2 separate regions of the Sus scrofa genome follow, and region 2 is linked to region 1. Evidence: chromatin contacts called from public Hi-C data. All regions are on one chromosome and are shown on one strand. The core of a region is the stretch at or near the end of the contact, and the rest is flanking DNA. Distances in the headings are between cores, read along the strand shown. Region 1 holds the start of CYP2R1 (vitamin D 25-hydroxylase). Region 2 holds the start of PSMA1 (proteasome subunit alpha type-1).

Region 1 (7,178 bases), core at 2,778-5,277:
CCACCAAAGCACATGCTTAGACGTTCCTGTGGCACTTATTTAATAGTATTTAAAACAAGATACATTCATATTCCTGGCTTCTGCTTGCCTGCTAAATTATAAATTCTTCAGATTCAGTGATTTCATCTCTTTCATCTTTGAATGCTCCATAGACTCTCATTCAATGCCTTGCATAAATCTCAATAAATGCTTACTGTATAAATAAATTATAGGTTGTCAACTCTACTTGCCTCAAAGTAATTATTTTATTATCCTTACATGCATTACCCGAAAATAATCTGTAAAAGCTCTCGTACTAGCTTTGCTAGCTAGGGAATGCTTCTTGAAATCTGGGTTAAGATTAGTCACTGCAGAAGCTTACACATTCAGAATGAGTCTCCAAGGAAATGGTAATTCTCAATGCAGTACATTGCTATATTAGACTGTCTTTAAAATGACTGTATAAGACTTGAGGACTGGTTGTCTTCATTTCAAGAATTATGAAGGAGAATTGAATTCACAGACTTCATAAAAGTAGGTGTCACTTGAAGTGATTGTCATTTCTCATAAGCAATTTTAAAGTCCAGAGCTTTCTTCTCCAAGCACACATCGCCACATCATCAAGTAAGACAGCGGAAAAATAAGATTCTATTTATAAATAGGACATATAAACAACTTTCCAAAACCATGTAGAAGTACAGGAGATAACGGTTTCCTCCTCTTCCCAAAAAATGTATAGTATTTTAACAATTCACACCAACTTCGAGAATTTGTCAGAACTGGAAAATACCTCTATGACAGTGGGAGACATGTAGGGGTGTTTCACAGCTAAGATTAAGAGCAAGCAGTTTAAAGGGTTAACGTGTTAGGTGGTTTTCAACTTCAATCTCAAGCAGAGTTACTCCAACAATGCCTACTATTCAATGCATATATCCCTCTACTTCTTTTTTTTCTGCCTCTCTTGCACCTAACCGCACAGGTTAGCCCTATTTGATTTTACCACCTCAAGTAAAATGACGCTTTGTAAAGACCCATGGTTGCCTCAAATAGTGTACCAGCAACAAACTGGTTACTCATGCCCAAATCCATTAAACCAGAGCTATCTATCCCAAGATGACAGTCTTCCAACACATTTATTGTTTAACTGATAATCCACTGTTTATAAGCAGATTGGGTAGGGGGGTCCCCAGAAAAAGAATCTGGTATTGCTTTTTTGACTTGAGTCATTTTTGCCCAAAGTTATTTTGGGATCTAAGCCTGGCCACAATGCTTGCCCTTGAACAAGTCTCAGTAATAAATCCTAAAGGAACAAAAGAACAAATGATTGCTATCTGGCAAGAGAAGTAACAACGGCAAAGATAATGTATCAGTAGTAAAGCCTCACAGTTCTGTGTGAATGGTAACCAATGGTAACGATTAGTATGAAGCATTCAGCCACCTCCTCTACAGCAACCTAAGAGATGATGCTGACCTTTTCTGACCCTCTGAGACTTCAATCAATTAGAGTTTGGACTCCGTTGACCTTTGTCCCAATTCTGTGCTGAATTCCCTTGCTCAATCCCTTTCATGAATATGCACACACCGCCCAAGTCTTCATGAATATGCATGTTCTCAACTTAAAAACTTCCCCAACTTTGCTGTTTGGGGGATAGGCTGTTTTGGGAAAAATCCCTGGTGTTCTACTTACTTGTTGCAAGTAATAAATCACTCCTTTTCTGATCTTTGGGCTGTTTTTGTTTTTCGTCACCCACCAAAAGGCAAACCCAGTTTTTTGGGTAACACTACTGGAAGAGTTAGATTACCCCCTCCCCTAAAAATAACATTCATAGAAAATAGAGTTCCTTTCACTTCAAGTATCTATGTATGAAAAACAATTTCCTATTCAGCACAACAGCATCTCACATAATTGGTCTAAAACCACTTTTTAGGAGATTCCCTGAGCAGCAGGTTAAGGATCTAGCCTTGTCACTGCAGCAGCTCCCTTATCACTAGAGGTTCTGGTCACTGCTATGGCACAGGTTGGATCCCTGGCCCCTGAACTTCCCTATGTCCTGCGCTTGGCCCCGCAAAAACCACAACACTTTTTACATTGTAGATCCAATTAATAGTTCTGTAATTAATAACCAAGAATGTCTGAGTAACACTTAACTGTGTTCAGTTATCACTATCACCATTAAGTATATGAAAAAAAATTAAGATTCAGACAAATAAAGGTCAAATTTTATATGCCGAAAGGACTCAACTTCCGTCTTATGCTTTCACATCTTATGATTTCTCTAGAATATTAATGATGCTTCTTACCAACATAACAGAGATAAAATATATTTGATGAAAACCATGAAAATACACTCAAGAATTGGAGGACTGGAAAATTAAAGAATTAAATATATTTGCTTTATCTAAGTCCAGCCTCCCTTTAGGAATATAAGCCATTAGTGAATGACAAAAACCTGGAATAATTCTTGTAAAAATTAGTTAAAATATGGATGTAAGCCCAAACCAAAAATACAATTGCCAAACAACCTTGTTGTACTTTTCCTTCACAACTCACACAATTTGTAGTCAATCATTAGATTAATTTATTTCTCATCAGACTGTAACTCTAAAATCGGGTTGTGACTGCCTTCTTCACCTCTTCCTTTCCAGCACTTGGCAGAGCCTGGCTCGTTGTTTACTATAAAGGAATGGATTCAAAAGAAAATCCCGCTAGGAGTTCCTGTGTGGTGCAGTGGAAAGGAATCCGACTAGGAACCATGAGGTTTCGGGTTCAATCCCTGGCCTCACTCAGTGGATTAAGGATCTGGCATTTCCATGAGCTGCGGTGTGGGCGGCAGATTCAGATCAGATCCGGCCTGGCTGTGGTGGTGGCTGTGGCTGGCAGCTGTAGCTCCAATTGGACCCCTAGTCTGGGAACCTCCATATGCCGCCGGTGAAGCCCTAAAAAAGAAAAAAAGAAAACCGGTGAGTCTGGTTAGGACCAGTGTTCTGGAAACTTCTGGCTACGTGCGATCAGAACACCCCTCCAAACGCAAGCTGGTGTTGTGGGCTTTTCCCTGAGAGCTCGCAGCAGTGTGACGCCTGCAAGTCACTCAGCGGGCCTGCGCTGCTGTTTCCTGCTCCGTAAAACCGGGAGAACCAGAAGACCTGCCCCTGGGCACCCGCACTGCACTGATTTTTACTCACTAATTAATTCGCTCTTTCTGTCATTTTCCCCGGAGCCTTCACCTGCGCTCCCATTCTCACAACAAACGCCCTAGACCAGCCATTCTCAATTGCAAACAACCTCTTGTTAACCACCAACAGGGTCCTAGAATTCAGACACTTGGTTCTCCCCAGAAGCCATAGGTGAAAGCTAATCTACGTGCGGGAAGCTGGGCGCAGGCTTCTTGGTGCTCTAAACAGCATCTGTCACGCCCGACGGTGCGGCCGGCGCGGCCGGGAGCCCCTTTTGCGCATGCGCGGGGAAACCTCCCCGGAGCCCTCCGAGGCGGGAGGACCTGATGCGATCCCGCCGACGCCAGGTGGGTGGTGAGCGCGGCTGAGAGGAACTCCCCCACCTCCCCGTCCCAACCCCCCCAGCGGCGGCGCGGCTGGTGGACCTCGCACCCCAACCCCGGAAGCCGGCCTCTCCAAGCCGCCCGCACAGAGAGGGTTCACGGTAGCTTGCGCCCACGAGCGTCGGACAGCCCGGGAGGAAGGTCTGGGCCCTCCCTGCCCGAGGCCCGTCGGGCTGTACCTCGCCGTACACCTGGCTCTGCTTTTTCATGTAGATATGAGGGAGCTCGGCCGAGGCGGCTAGCGAGTAGATGTTGCCGATAAATGGCAGCCCCGACGGTCCCGGGGGGAAGCCCGACGGCCGTCTCTGCTTCAAAAGCTGGCGGACCCCGAGGCGAAGAGCAGCAAGAAGAGAACGCCGCCAAGGGCCGCCGGGAACACTTCAGCTCCGGGAGGTTCCCACATGGCCCGCAGCTGGGGCTGCGAACCCCCGCGGCCGTAGGACCCGGGGAGTGCTCCAACTCCGCCGCATCCTATTGGCCCGAGGACCCGAGGACCCGCCTCACTGCCATGGCCATTGGCTGGCTGAGCGTAGGGCCTGCGGCCAGTTACAACGGGATTGGAAGAGATCAGAGTTCGCTGTGTGGAAGGCGAGCAGCCCTTTGGATCTGGGCGCGGTTCTAGGCAAGCCCCAGCCTGGCTGGGCACCGAGCCTGGAGGCTTTATCCAGGATGTTGACAGCCAGGGCCTGGAAGACAAGACAGTACCGCCTCCCTTCCTGGGCCAGGGACCTTGCGTCGTTGTAGACCAGCCCTTTCTTTGGAGATCTTTTTAGGAACCAGGTCTGCCTATTTCAGACTAGAAAACTGGGGAGATTATCAGCACTGCAGTCTTTATTTAGCAGGACTTGATAATCTTCAGAATCTCCATTAAAGGACTGATCCACCTGGAGTTCCCTAGTGGCCTAGCAGGTTGAGAATCCGGTGCTGTCACTCCTGTGGCAGGGTTTCCATCCCTGACTGGGGAGCTACCAGCCGTGGGCACTGGCCTTAAAAGAAAAAGAAAAAAAATTGACCCATTGATATAAAAAGAAAATAATCTCACTATTTGGCCTCTTTTACTCATCTATTTTTTCATCCTTATGTTAAGAGGTATTTTTGCATGTGATATCTTATGAATTGTAATTGCACAATATTTAGGCAACCTGAGTTAATGATGCATCTTTTCACAGTTTCCCCAACAGGTTACTTCTTGACAATCAAAGAAGACTCTGGTCTGCAGTTGCCCAGGGATGGTACTTACTACTCAAACTTTTTGCCTCTGCTACGTAAAATGAAGCAACTGATTGCCTACTTGGAAATATCTATTTGCTATTTCTGTTTCTCTCTCGCTCTTTTTTTTTTTCTTTTCTTTTTGCCTTTTCTAGGGCTGCTTCTCACGCCATATGGAGGTTCCCAGCCTAGGGGGCTAATCGGAGCTGTAGCCGCTGACCTATGCCACAGCAGCATGGGATCCGAGCCTCGACCTACACCACAGGTCCCGGCAACGCTGGATCCTTAACCCACTGAGCAAGGCCAGGGATTGAAACCGCAACCTCATGGTTCCTAGTCAGATTCGTTAACCACTGAGCCACGACAGAAACTCCCCCTTTCTTTTTTTCTTAAAGGCTGCACCCATGGCATATGGAGTTTCCCAGGCTAGGGGTCAAATCAGAGCTGTAGCCATTGGCCAAACCCACAGCAACTCCAGATGGGAGCCACGTCTCCGACGTACACCACAGCTTATAACAATGCTGGATCCTTAACCCCCTGAGATCAAACCTGCATCATCATGGATGATAGATTCCTTTCCGCTGAGGCAGGAGCGGGGGAACTCTGCTATTTCTGTTTCTATTCCTGTTTTCTAAAGGGTAATTCCTTGCAACACAGGACCTACTGGGCATGAGACTCTTTTAAGAGCTGTTCTTTGTGCTTGAGCAGTGGCAAGAGTGTTATGGTCCTCATTAGGCTTATTCACTACAGACATTGTTAAAATGCATGCAGTATGATATCCAAAGCAATAGAGATAATATGTGAAAAGAGTAACAAAGTCCCTACTCTCCTAGATTTACATTCTTGTGAGAGGGAAAAGGAATAAACACATAATTTTAGATAATCATAAGCAGATGAAAATAAAAGTATGTTTTAGAGAATGCTTGGACATGGGGAAATCCTTTAGCAGGTGAGAGATATCAAGAAAAGTCTCTTTAAGAAGATAATATTCAGGGAGTTCCTGTTGTGGCTCAGCAGATTAAGAACCCAACTAGTATCCATGAGGATGCAGGTTCCATCCCTGGCTTGACTCAGTGGGTTAAGGATCCGGTGTTGCTGCAAGCTGCTGCATAGGTCGCAGATGCAGCTTGGTATAGGCTTGTACCTGCAGTTCAGATTCGACCCCTAGCCTGGGAACTTCCAAATGCCACAGGTGCAGCCCCAAAAAGAAAAAAAAAAAAAAAGAAGATAACATTTGGAGTTCCCCCATGACTCAGCAAGTTAAGGATCCAGTATTGTCACTTCACTGGCTCAGGTAGCTGCTGTGGTCTGGGTTTGATCTCTGGCCTGGAACTTCCACATGCCATGGGCATGGCCAAAAGAAAAAAGCTTTATGATTGTAACATTTGAGCTTAGATCAAATGATAAGGAGGTGTATTAGTTTCCTACTACTGTTGTAACAGATTACCACAATGGTGCCTTAAAACCACAAATTTATTATCTTAACAAATTTTGCATTCAGAAGTATAAAGTGGGTCTTAATGGGCTAAACGCTAAGTGTTGGTATGGCCACATTCCTTCTAGAGGCTCTAGGGGAGAATCAGTTTCCTTGTCTTCTCTATTCTAGGGGCTACACACAGTCCTCGACTCCTGTTCCCCTTCCTTCATCTTCAGAGCCAGCAACATCTCGTGCACTGACTCATGTGCACTGAATCTCTTCTGACCCCCTTTTCTGGCCTTCCTCTTCTACTCAGGACACTTCAACTTCTATTACATTACATGTGGATAATCCAGGATAATTTCCCTATCTCAAAGTCAGCTGTTTAACAACCTTAATTCCATCTTATTTCTCCATGCCCTGAAACCTAACATATTCTGGTTCTGGGAATTAGGATGAGGATATATTGGGGGTGAGGAGAGGGAGAGAAACCAAGGGAAGATATGGGGGAAAATATTTCAAAGAGAGACTACCAAGAGCAAAGGCCCCCATGTACCAATCAAGCTTTGTCCTCTGGGAGTGTTTCCAGTCTCTTGCTTTCTGTATCTCTGATGCAAACACATTGGAGCTGAAACCAGGCAGTTAGTTAACCTTGGAGATTTACTGTTCAACTAGTTTGCACTCACTTTCTGGAATATGGACATCTCCAGTGCCTGAAGGTATATTTCACAGGCTCTCCAGCCACAGACTATCTACTTATTAGGCAATGAAGTAATACCTCACATAGGCAATGCCTACAAATAGGCAGTCAAGTAACGCCTAATGTATTACCCTTAGGGATTCCTTAAAATGCTTGGCCATCACAGAAGTGATTATTAATTGAGTCTTCTAATAAAATGGAAAAACAAAATGAGATGATCATTGTTGAACTTAGTCCTCAGTGTCTAACCAAAGGTAAATGGAGATGGCCCAGGATGGATATTGGCATTGCAGGTGGGCCACAGTGTTGCTGAGAC
Region 2 (7,178 bases), core at 2,026-4,525, 360 kb before region 1:
AAATGGGATACTGAGTAACTGAGCCCAACTTCACTAAGGTATACACAATCTTCTAAACATTCTGGCAGAATAGAATACCTGTAAAACATCTGGATCTTTTCTAGAATATAATCAATTATGAATCAAGAGATGTTTCCTTTGTTTTTCATGATCATACTCACCATAACAGTCTAGCATCGGCAGTAAGTCCCGCAATTGAGATACCGATATGGTTATCAACATGGAGGATTTTTTTCTGATGAGCTGCAAGTTCTGATTGTGCCCTCTAAATAGACATTATTTAAGACAGAAAAACAAGTTTATAATTTATTATCTACATAGTGAGACTTACATTTGATAGTTGGGTTTTTTGTTGTTTTTTGTTTTGCTTTTTAGGGCCACACCTGCAGCATATAGAAGTTCCATGCTAGGGGCTGAATTGGAGCTGCAGCTGCTGGCCTACACCACAGCCACAGCATCAAAGGATCCTAGTTGTGTCTGTGACCTACACCTCAGCTCACAGCAATGCCGGATCCTTGACCCACTAAGTGAGGCTAGGGATCGAACCCACATCCTCATAGATACTAGTTGGATTTGTTACCGCTGAGCCACAATGGGAACTCCCAGTAGCTCTTTTTTAAAAGAGGAAGATATATTTATTGCTTTACTTACCTTCAATGCAACCAGCACTGCATGGGTTTTTGATTTCAGACCAACTGTTGCTGAACCTTGTTTGACGGCTTCCATTGCATATTCAATTTGATGAATCCTGCCCTAAAAAGGAAAAAAACCCAATACACCTTAGAGTCATTGTACAAGACCCTTTCATGGATTTAAAATTAACTTAGAGGGGACGGGGGAGGGAGTAGGATGGACTGGGAGTGTGGGGTTAGTAGATGCAAACTGTTACATTTAGAATGGATAAGCAATGACATCCTACTATATAGCACAGGAAACTATATCCAACCTCTTGGGACAGAACACAATGGAAGTAATACAAGAAAAAGAATGTGTATATATATATATGGATGATTGGGTCACTTTGCTGTACTGCAGAAATTAGTACAACGTTGTAAAACAACTATATTTTTAAACAATTATATTTTTTAAAAATGACATAAATATCCCCATATGATCAAATGCAGAAAAAAAATTAACTCAGAGATCCCAAATTTCAGGTAAGAATAGCTAAACCTCAAACGATGTTCTTTAAAACTAGGAAACTTACAGGAATGTCTAAAATGATTATATTTTCTCACAGCATACTATCCAAAACATTTTTAAGTTGCAGCCACCAAAAGCAACTTTGTAGAAACAGTATAAAACATTTTACCTGAGGGCTCCAAACAGTGACATCATTGTCATACTGGTTGCGAAACTGAAAGTAAATGAAAAAAAATCTGTTAATACAAGAACATTACAAAACCCAAATCTTAACAAGCTCTATCACTCAAAAATGTTTTCTGGAGTTCCCATCGTGGCTCATTGGTAACAAACCCAACGAGTATCCATCAGGACAAGGGTTTGATTCCTGGCCTTGCTCAATGGATTAAGGATCTGGCATTGACATGAGCTGTGGCATAGGTCAGATTCCAGCTGCTGCTCTGACTGGACCCCTATGGAACTTCCATATGCCTTGGGTGCAGCCCTAAAAAGCAAAAAAAAAGAAAATAATAATAATAATAATTTTCTAGTCTATTTCCATCCAACATTAATGAAAGGTTGTTACTGCAACCTCATTGGAAGATTTCTACTGTACTTAGTTGCAAGCCAATTTTACATTTACAAGGAGCTTGTGAGGGAGGGGAGAGCAGAGCCAGATGGGACCTATCTTCCCAAATTCCAATTCTACCACTGTCCATTGCACTGCCTTTGAGTTCAGTCAATTACTAAAGTTCCTATGTGTCCACTCTCCTTTCTATCTTTGGCTTATTCTCTTCCCTGATACCAAGACCTAATACGATCAAAAGCATTCCTTTTCCTTGGAGTGCCTGTCGTGGCTCAGTTGTTAACGAATCCAACTAGGAACCATGAGGTTGCGGGTTCCATTCCTGGCCTTGCTCAGTGGGATAAGGATCTGGCGCCTCTGTGAGTTGTGGTGTAGGTCGCAGACGAGGCTCGGATCCTGCGTTGCTGTGGCTCTAGCGTAGACCGGGGCTACAGCTCCGATTAGATTAGACCCCTGGCCTGGGAACCTCCACATGCCGCGGATTCCGCCCTAGAAAATGCAAAAAGACAAAAAAAAAAAAAAAAAAAAAAAGCATTCCTTTTCCTTAAATACCTCAAATGTCTACCTCTTGAAGCCTTCTCCATCTTTCCTCCCCAAATCCCAACACATACTCCTACCATTCCTTTATCTACACCTTTTTTTTCGACCTTATATTACGATTAGGGACGTGTCTGATTTATCTTTGAACCTTCACTGTAGTTAAAACAGTGCATTTAAAACATTGTTATAGAATGAGTACACACAAGAATGTCCCCAGAAAGTCAGAAGTGGACACAAATAGCCACAGAGACGGACCCATTACAGCTTTAAAGACAGCTTAAAATGAGTCTGCCAGCACAGTACTTGGGAGCCCAATCATTAGGGTGAGAAGGCTGACTGCTGGAATGGTAGACATAGGACTGGAAGCTCTGAGCCCTATATTGTAACCCTTATTCTATCACTTCTATCAGCTTCAGTTTACTCTTTCATAAAAATACTTAACTGGATAAGTGACTGAAAAAAGGCCTTTTCTGATTGAGCTCTAAAAGAGAATTGAGCTCTCAACTCTGCTATTGGCTATACAGGGAGATTCCAAAAGTCAAATCCCAATTTTTCCTTTCTCTCACACAGAGCACTAGGGGCCCCTCTGGACCGCTCGGAATCTACTCGACTGAAGGAAACTGAGGGGCGAACTCGGCTAGCAGACCGAGGAGGTATTGTTCAAGGCCGGATGGAAAGCGAAACAAACCCAGGGGAAAGGCCGCACCGACTACCGACTTCCCCTGTGCCGGCCAGGCCAGAGATGCTGAATCACTCCAGAACCCCCCATCGGCTGAGGTTCCCATGTCCCATAGCCCCGGCCCGCTCTAAGAGTGACAGAGAGATCACTCGCCAACCCCCAGCCAGCGGGCCTGTGCCCCAACCCTGTTTGAGCTCGGAATCCAACGCACCATGGTTCCGGCGAGAGCCTAGTCACGGCCTCCGGTAAACCTGCAGATCAAGGAGCGCTGCCGAAACTACCGCTCGGCGATCTGCAGAGAAGTCTGCGGGACTATGCGTCGGCGCAGGGTAGAGCAGTCTATTCTAGAGATAGCGATAGGCTTCCGGCGCTTCCCCGCCCTCAAAGCTCTCCGCCCGCTCGGGAGTGGGCGGGGCCTGGGAAATCTGAGAAACTCACATTGGCGGGAAAATTTGGGCCAGGAACGCCCGCGGGAGCTAATAGTCGCTGGGTGGCCACTATCAAGTCGCCTTTCTTGGATCCTCAGAGAAGTTACCTGTGAGCTGTAGATTCCTGTCAGTTTCTCACCGGCCCGGCCGGATGCACCCGAGATTCCTGGTGTACTGCTCAGCCTCTCATTCAGCGTCCACAGAGATTTGTGGTGTTGGGTAGCGAGAAGAACAGGACTGCAAAAAAAGACCACAAATAATGGTCCATTTCTTCGTGTCAACGGTACTCTTCCTGGAGTATCTTGTTTCTGGACATGATTTTCTTTCTACTTTGGAATCCTTTTCCTTACTCCTTATTTTCCAGGCGTTGTTGTCACTGATCACTATCATTATTATCAGACTTTAAACTTTTTGAGGGCATTAATGTCTTTGCCGTCAAAACCAAGCACGATGCCTGAAAGAATAGGCAACTGAGGGACATCTTCTTCCGAAATAGGTATTTTCCTTTTTGCGAACATCTTTTAGTAAATTCTCAGAGAAAATAGTTTAGGATAGCTCTACAAACAGCTGCCAACCTAAAATTTACTGACTGCCAATGATGAGTTCTTTTCTTTACGAAGAAGAAAGGATGAGTACCTAGACTCAGGTAAGAGTTGAAAGGGGTCTTTAAGGATCTAAGCTTTGTCAATGAAGAGACTCAGCTCCCTTAAATGATTTGTTCAAGTTAGAGCAAGTTGGTATCGCACTTTAAAAACCTTGTCACATGTATTTTGGACACTTTTTTATATTAAAATTTTTCTAGGTTAAACAAGATTCCCGATATTCTGCATTGTGAACATATGATATTTTATTTACCGAAACCCCCATTGTTTAATATTTAAGTTTAATATTTAAGCCCTCTCCTGGAGCTCCCTGTCTGGCTCAGGGGGTTAAGGATCCACATTGTCCTCGTGAGGATGCGGGTTAGATCCTTGGCCTTCTCAGTGGGTTAAGGATTTGGCGTTATTGAGAGCTGCGCTATAGTCCCGCAGCTGCAGCTCCGGCTGGACCCCTAGCCTGGGAACTTCCATATGCCACAGGTGCAGCCCTAAAAAAAACCAAAATTATCCCTCTCCCAAGAAATTCATTTATGAGCTGCTTGATATATTTTTTTATGTGTACATCTATACTCCTTTAGAATAAATTCCTGAAAATCAAAGGATTTAGTGAAATGGCTATTTCTAAGAATTTTATTAAAAGTGTTACAAAAACCAAACAAACAAACAAAAAAAGGAGTTCCCTGGTGGCTCAGCAGGTTAGGGACCTAAAGTTTTCTGGTTACTGCTGTGGCACAGGTTCAGTCCCTGGCCCATGAACTTCTGTATGCAGGCACAGCCAAAAAAAAACAAACAAAACCAAAAGTGCTAAATTGCTTTCCGGAAATATTTTACCAAAACATATTCTCAACAGTAGTATATGAGAGAGCTCCCCTTCTTAAATTCACCAATACTGATTGTTGTCATTTTTCAAAATTACTGTTATTTTAGTGGACTAAATTAACTGATTGTTCTCTTCTGTTTTCCCAGCACCCAGCAGGATGCCTAGCATGTATTAAGAGTTTAATATATAGTTAAATGAATGAGTAATGAATATTAGATGAATGACTAAATAAATGATCATTTAAAAATATTACGTAGGGAAATTCCCACTGTGGCACAGTGGGTTAAGGATCCAGCATTGCTGCAGCTGTGATGTAGGTTGCAGCTAGTGCTTGGATTCAGTCCCTGGCCTGGGAACTTATGCTGTGGGTGTGGCTGAAAAAGAAAAAAATATATATATATATTATATAGTATATAAACATTTTGACAGTTCTTTTCCACATATCTATATATTCACATGCCTCGCACATATGTATAATACATATAATTTAAATGTTTTTTGAAGTATAGTTGATTTACAATGTTGTGTTAATTTCTGCTTTACAGCAAAATGATTCAGTTATACGCATAAGTATTCCTTTTCAAATTCTTTTTTTTATTGCTTTTTTTTTTCCTTTTTCTTTTTTATTGTTTTTTAAGGCTGTGCCTGTGGAGTATGGAAGTTCCCAGGATATTGAGTATAGTTTCCCTTGCTATACAGTAGGACCTTATTATTTATTCATTCTACATGTAAGAGTTTGCATCTGTTAATCCCAAACTCCCAATTCATCCCTCCCACACCCCCTTGGCAACCACAAGTCTGTGCTTTACATCTATGAGTCTATTTCTGATTCATAGATAAGTTCATTTGTATCGTATTTACTACGTTTATTCCACATATAAGTGATATCAACATATAATGGTTTCAACAAGTAAAATCATATCAAACTGTTTTGTACTAGACTCAAAAGGTTGAAGCCATCTTTTCATGTCCTTAAGTAATAATCTGTAATATTTTAAATAGTTGCATAGTATTCTATTGTATGGAAATACAATAATTTACTTAATTATGTATGGACAATTACACTATTTCTAAGTTTTTGCTATTATAAAAATACCACAATGAATATTCTTTTTTATTTTATAATGATTTTTATTTATAATGAATATTCTTATACATGCACACATTTTGTGTACTCCTCTGATTACTCTTTTTTTTTTATTACTCTTTATGATGAATTCATAGGAATAGAATTGCAAGTACAAAGGGAAACCCACATTTTCAATGATGATAAATATGGCCAAATGGCAAAAATAGGAAAATTATATCAATATGTTTTCTAGAGTTCCTGAGAGTCCACTTTCTCTACACCTTCATGAGCACTCGATAGTGTATGAACTTTTTTTTTGGATAATGATTTTTATTTTTTTATTATTATAGCTGTTTTACAGTGTTCTGTCAATTTTCTACTGTACAGTGTGGCGACCCAGTTACACATACATGTAGACATTCTTTTTTCTCATATTATCATGCTCCATCATAAGTGACCAGACATAGTTCCCAGGGCTACACAGCAGGATCTCATTGGTGTATGTACTTTTTACCTTTGTCAGGTTGTTAGCAGAAAAAAAAAAGCACTTGCTTTTTTTAGTTATATTTTTTGATTAATAGTAAAAAAAATCTTTTCATGTATTTCTTGGTTGTTTATGTTATTTAGTGAATTGCCACTTCATTTCTTTTCTCAATTTATTATTTTGTTAATTATTTTCTCATTGATTTGTAGGAGCTTCTTGCCATTAGGGATGTTAACCTCTTATAACTGGGTTGCTTTTATAGAATGAGTTTGATACAAAGAAAAGGAACTTACAGAAACTAGCTCAAGTAAATACGGGAGAGGTGAGGGCAGGACTATAGTAAATATGTAACAGAGTATATAAAAACACCCAAGAATAGGAAATCTTGACTTTTTTATTTACTAAAGTATTCCTCTTGCCTGGAACAAAGCCTGGCATTATACTAGGCACTCACTAAACATTCAATGCATGAATGAATTATGGCTCTTTCATTCTAAAGCCTATCCTTTTGATTATTACCTCCTAATCAGATAGCAAATATCTGGGGCTCTGTGATGTATTCTTTATTCATGATAATTGACGAGACTCCTCAGAATGACTCTTATCAAAGTTCCACTTGTAAGCCACCAGAAGGGGCATTTGGTTGGTCTTTTTGTCAAAACTGAATGTCTTCAGCAGTTGTTAAAATGTTTAGGAGTTCCTGTTGTAGCTCAGTGGTAACGAACCTGACTAGTAATCATGAGGAGACAGACTCGATTCCTGGCCTCACTCAGTGGGTGAAGGATCTGACATTGCTGAGAGCTGTGGTGCAGGTCACAGACATGGCTCAGATCTGGCATTGATGTTGCTGT

What was found. Hi-C and Micro-C count contacts between places; a contact is called where the count stands out from the background.
Region 2: a contact with region 1 is called in a Hi-C map of liver, with 4 times the contacts expected there. The contact joins the promoter of PSMA1 here to the promoter of CYP2R1 in region 1. A contact is called at or near these places in 2 of 5 promoter capture datasets (fetal liver and liver) and 3 of 47 Hi-C or Micro-C datasets (heart right ventricle, liver and skeletal muscle).

What each region holds. Positions count from the first base shown.
Region 1 is chr2:44,372,281-44,379,458 of Sscrofa11.1, reverse strand. It overlaps CYP2R1 (vitamin D 25-hydroxylase), which reads right to left and starts at 4,027. Exons shown (of 6, transcript XM_003480731.4): 1 at 3,873-4,027; 2 at 3,716-3,870. The coding sequence starts at 3,939. LOC110259296 (a long non-coding RNA gene) reads left to right here and starts at 3,194. Exons shown (of 2, transcript XR_002341568.1): 1 at 3,194-3,500; 2 at 4,706-4,830.
Region 2 is chr2:44,736,199-44,743,376 of Sscrofa11.1, reverse strand. It overlaps PSMA1 (proteasome subunit alpha type-1), which reads right to left and starts at 3,275. Exons shown (of 10, transcript XM_003122965.4): 1 at 3,139-3,275; 2 at 1,313-1,357; 3 at 652-753; 4 at 162-265. The coding sequence starts at 3,141. It overlaps LOC106507279 (a long non-coding RNA gene), which reads left to right and starts at 3,348. Exons shown (of 7, transcript XR_001303160.2): 1 at 3,348-4,001.